2 separate regions of the Mus musculus genome follow, and region 1 is linked to region 2. The links are chromatin contacts, called in public ChIA-PET maps. All regions are on one chromosome and are shown on one strand. The core of a region is the stretch at or near the end of the contact, and the rest is flanking DNA. Distances in the headings are between cores, read along the strand shown.

Region 1 (2,700 bases), core at 120-2,619, 350 kb after region 2:
ATTTATTTATTTATTTATTGACAACACAAGGGAATCATACGCCTGAAAGCAACCTGCGAACATGACTTTCCCAAAGCCAATATAGCCATGGCTTGTTTTGCTCTCATCTTCTCCAAGATCGCTGGCTAGCTTAATCATGTTGCTCTTATTTAAACTATACATTATAATCTTGTGAAATTTGTTTCTTCTGGGATGTCTAATGATTTCAAACTAAACTCCCAATGACTCAGGAATTCCAGGCAACTCCTAGGCCTACAAAACCAAAACCTCCTCCCACAATAGGTAAGATAGGCAGAGTCTTGTGGTTCCTCATCTACATGGGCATAATTATAGAAGGTGATTGATTGTCACGTTTTTGTACCCAGGAAAGACTTTTGGGACTATAGTTCTCCAGGAAATTGTGGCAGGAGAGTCAGAAACTGGGGAGAACGTTCTAGAAATTACCACATAAAAGGTAACAGCAACAGAAAGAGCTGAATCCACCTCCAGTCTCTCCCTGTGCTTCATTGAGCCTGGAGATATTCTGAAAAGTACACACACAGTCTTGAGAGAGTCAGGTACTGTGTTGACTCATAAAAAAAGTTCCTTCCTCTTGGAGGCAGGCCACAGAGGAGATAGGGCACCTCCTAGTCCTTCTGGCTCTCCCTGTCCTGTAACTCCCATGGGTCTCTATACAGTTCATTGTGCATTGCACATGGGAACCATGCCTACTTCCAGACTTGATCCACACCTGTAGGAACTGAAGCCAGTAGTATTTGGCTACTACCAAAAGATTTCAATTTATTCATGTCATTTTGTTATTTTTTTCAGTGTTTATTATTACTAGACATTTATATTATAAGTGACATGAAGTTCACATATGATTATTAATGAATTATTCCTACTGTAAATAACACTGAAAACATGCACACATAACAAGCCAAGTGTAACATCAGATATCTGGTCAACATTTCTCTCAGTAGTGATTTGTTATTGATGTTTGTTGCTGTTCTTTGAGTGTGATTATTTACTCCCTGACAGTTTTACAGAATACTAGGAAATAGTTTGTAAAGGACTTTTTTTAAAGCATAGAAGTAGTACTATAACATTAACTTTTGTGCATTTGGTTACCTTTAATTTTTGTCTTAGAGACCTACAGTATAACTCTCTTTCCTAAGGAGACACTTGACCTCATGACCTTTGTTACTTACTTTTTGTTGTGTTTATCCACTTTGGGCTCAGATTCCTAGAAGGTACACATCAGGTCCCCCAGAAATGGTTACCATTGTGAGGGAGACCATTAAATACATTGTGAGTGAGCACATGAGAGAATGTAGTGGGACCTGCTTTTAGTCACCACTTCTTGTTATTCATACGGACTTCTTTGTAACAGGCTTTTGCGGCAACTTGTAGAAAGAAGTGAAACTGGTAATTCGTCATTTCTCTTTGGTTGAAGGTTTGATGAAAAAAAAAAAAAGAAAAACAAAACTACATAATGAGACCACTCAGGAAACATGACACGGAGATTCATAACCGAGAATCGGTAGTAGGAAAAAGAGAAAACAAGTTTTTCATTTAAAAAAAATGAACAGCGTGATTTTTTTCATTTTATTTTTTGTTTTGTGTACATTGGTGTTTTGCCTGCATGCGTATCTGTGTGAGGATATTGGATCCTCTGGAACTAGAGTTACATACAGTTGTAAGCAGCCATGTGGGTGTTGGGAATTGAACCCTGGTCCTCTTGAAGAGTACCCAGTGGTACTCTAAACAACTGAGCCATCTCTCCAGCCCCCATAATGTTTTTTTTTTCTAAAGGAGGGGGAGGGGAGAGACCAAAGCAAAGCAAAACCCACTGCCAGGCTCTGAAATACAGTTCACTCTCTTGTCACTCCCTTTACCACTCCCAGGCCAGCCTGGCATCTGTCCTGCCTGTCCTTGAAAGCATATTTCCAAAGATGTCTTGTAGAGTTTGGTTATGTCCAATTCCATGTGCTCATTTCCTCCTTTGATTTATAAACATTGCTTATGCTTCCTTGCTTGCTATACATCTGTAATGAACATTAGAAAATTTCTAAATTGACTCTGTGTGTAAATTTCTTGACCATAGAGGTGGAATGTCTCTGCTTTTATTCTGTTTCCCCTTCATATTTAGCCTAGAGCTGAATTTAGGGTGGAGAAGGACAGACACAAGGATGGTGTGCTTCAGTCCAGTTCTTGGTTTCTCTGTCACCAAAGAGAACAGAAGGTCATCCTAAGACATATAGAGGAAGGTTTGCAAAGAGCTTTGAGCAGTGGCATTCATATATGGCTCTTAAGGGATAGGTCGTAAGTCTCGTAAGATGCCTTTTGGTTGATCATATGATGTGATGCCTGAAGATCAACTTTAGTGAACCTTAGGTGTGTATGTTAGAGTGGGTGGGGTATAAATAAGCTTGGTATCACCTAAAACAAGGTGAATGTTTCTTTTGGGTGGAAGGATGAATTTAAGACTTGGAAGACTTAGAGGGAAGCAGTGAACTGAGTTACCAGTAGATGTGAAATTGGCATTCACTGACAAGGAGAGAGTGAGGAATGTGCTGGGAGAGCCCGTAAAGCTTCGTGTACAATCACGGTGCGCTATGACAGTAAACGTGGAGAGATGAGAACAAACTCCCATTTCTGTCTGCAGTAAAGATCCCTTTCTTTAAAAGTCTTCAATCTGTATTTTGGTCCACATGGAAT
Region 2 (2,756 bases), core at 147-2,646:
ATAATAGACTCAGACAACCCATAAGTATGAAGGAAGCTCCATTTTCTAGTGTCTTGCTCAATCTCTTTGTTTAGAGTCTTAACGTTTTCATTGCAGACATCTTTTACTTCGTTGGTTTAACTGATTCCTACTTAATTTTCTTTGGGGCTATTGTAAATGGAAATGTTTCCATGATCTCTTTCGGAGAATTTTGGTGTATATAGAAAAGCTACTGATCTTTATAAATTAGTTTAGAAGACCCAAACACGATACACATAGCTACAGCTGTATGTGTATTTGAAAGAGATGACAAAAATATGCACTGGAAAAAAGGCATGATCTTCGACAAATTGTGCTGAGAAAACTGAATGCTCATATGTAGAAAAATGAAATAATAGCCGTATCTATCACCCTGACCAAAAATTGTCTTAAAATGGGTCAAAGAACTCATGTAACACCTAAAAAACTGGAACTGCTAAAAGAAAATATAGGCATAACATAGGTGGGAAGGAGCTTCGGTCGAGGAAGCCTTTTGCCAAGGAACTAAGACCAACAATTGACAAGTGGGTCCTCATACAACTAAAGCCTTCTGTACTACCAAGGAAACCATCAGTCAAGTAAAGAGTAACCCACAGGCTGAGGGAGAATCTTTGCCAGATATATATCTATGTATGTGTGTGTATATATTTATATATCTATACATACACATATATGTATGATTAATAGTCAGAATATAAAAAGAACTCAAAAACAAATGAACAAACAAAAAACCCAAAGAACCGAGAAGACAAAGGACCCAATTTAAAACTGGGCTCTGCAAACACTGAGCAAAGATTGAAACCTTGGAACACCGAGCTCTAAATGGGAGGTCTCCTGCAAATCCCTCACCTCCAGATCTCAGTAAAGCCCACTGCAGGAGGAGGCAGAAAGAGTGTAAGAGCCAAACGGGCTGGAGGACACCAGGAAAACAAAGCTCTACAAATCAGTGGTTCTCAACCTTCCTAATGCTGCGACCCTCACATTGTGGTGACCCCCAACCATAAAATTATTTTTCACTGCCATGTCTTAACTAATTTGGCTGCTGTCATGAATCACAGTGTAAATGTCTGTGTTTCCTGGTGGTCTTAGGTGACTCCTGTGGGTCAGAACCCACAGGTTGAGAATGGCTGATCTAGAATCTTCCTTAACAGACTGATGTCTTGTGTGCCCTGCTCCCGTGCCCTGTGCAACTCATCTTGTTTCCTGATCCCCATCCCGGAATTGCTGCTTATGCTCTATTAACTTGCACTGTTCTCCTAGAGGCCCCTGCTGAGCAGGGCAGATGATTTGCCCCAACCTTCCCCTGTCATGATCCTCTCTTGCTGCCCCCACGGATTCAGTTTTCATGCCCTCCCCAACTCCAAACGCTGGTGGTTGGACAGGAACTAAAGCCTTCCCAGTGCAAGACGCCTCGGTGCCCTGTGCTTCGTCAGGCTGACACAGGATGTTATCTCTCCTTTTTCAGAAGAGTAACACGGTCAGACAGCTGGCTCATTTCCAGTACACTTTATTACTTGGGGAACTTTGCCTTTCTGATAATGCTGGTTCTTAAACTCCTACCTGGATGGGGATTTTGTTTTCATTGTGCTGTTGGCTGAGTTTCGGTTTCCTTTCCGGTCCTTATTAGTTAAGTTTCAGTTCTGTTTCTCAGTGTAGTCCCTTTCCCTTTCCTCATATGATGTTATTGTTCTTCTCTGCTTTTTAACCTGATTAAAATAAACCAGTTATTGCAAGGCAGATGTTCCCTAGCAGGAGCTTTCAAAATATTGAGAGCTCAGTACCTTGTCTATCCACTTTAGATCAAGGAAAAGCCATTTACTTTATTAGATTAGGTACCGGTTTGTGAACACACTGGCTTGCTCCTGGGAAATCCTACAGAGTGAGCGGATCACCAAGGATTCCCAACTCGCTAGTGAATTTAAGGGACCTACACAAAGTGCTGAGAACTCTCTGGGCTGAGGAACATTCTGGTCACAAGATGGAGAAGGGTCTATAATCTCATTTTTTTTTCTCTTGGCAAACAGTTACTTGATGCTCTGTAGAAATCCAAGCTCCACACGGTCCCCAATGGAGGAGTTAGAGAAAGGACTGAAGGAGCCACCAACCAATGAGTACAGATGGAGGGACCCATGGCTCCAACTGCATATGGAGGGACCCATGGCTCCAGCTGCATATGGAGGGACCCATATCCAGCAGAGCATGGCCTTGTCATGAATCAATGGGAGGAGTCCTTGGTCCTGTGAAGGCTTGATGCCCCAGTGCAGGGGAATTCGAGGGTGGGGAGGCAGGAGTGGGTGGGTGGGTGGGTGGGTGGAGGAGCACTCTCATAGAAGCAGGGGGAGGGGGATAAGAGAGGGGGTTTGGGGGGCTGGGAAGTGGGATAACATTTGAAATGTAAATAAAGAAAATAAATAAATATTTAAAACAAAACAAACCAACCAAAAAACCCAACAAATTCAGGCTCTATTTTTCAAGTTACATGCCATTCTCTTATAGTGGATGTATTTGCTCAAAGGTTATCTTGGAACATTAATTCATTTGAAGATTTTTCTTTTCCTTTTTGCTGATTTAGGATTATTTCCTCACGGTGCAATCACGGTTACAAAACTTACCAAAATCTTTTAAATGCTGGCTTTAATTTTTTTTAAGATGCTGTGTGCACCACGGTGTATATGTGGAGATCAGAGGGTAACTCGGGGGAGTTGGTTCTCTCCTCCTCCATGCTGGTCCCAGGGCTT

Evidence for each region. ChIA-PET counts read pairs in DNA pulled down with a chosen protein or histone mark.
Region 1: a contact with region 2 is called in an RNA polymerase II ChIA-PET map of memory CD8 T cells, with 12 read pairs. The contact joins two enhancer-like sites. A contact is called at or near these places in 2 of 115 datasets of contacts at active chromatin or transcription factors (memory CD8 T cells and thymic regulatory T cells).

What each region holds. Positions count from the first base shown.
Region 1 is chr1:106,320,217-106,322,916 of GRCm38.p6, forward strand. The region is part of intron 4 of Phlpp1 (PH domain and leucine rich repeat protein phosphatase 1); the gene reads left to right. Among named protein-coding and RNA genes, the nearest start is that of Phlpp1, 150 kb to the left of the region's middle. Within about 2 kb of position 1,370, at least 61 of the 459 cell types and tissues checked have an H3K27ac peak or open chromatin away from gene starts, as enhancers often do. A contact at or near this core is called in memory CD8 T cells, where this site is marked.
Region 2 is chr1:105,970,440-105,973,195 of GRCm38.p6, forward strand. No RefSeq gene overlaps it. Among named protein-coding and RNA genes, the nearest start is that of Gm7160, 18 kb to the right of the region's middle. Within about 2 kb of position 1,397, at least 173 of the 459 cell types and tissues checked have an H3K27ac peak or open chromatin away from gene starts, as enhancers often do. A contact at or near this core is called in memory CD8 T cells, where this site is marked.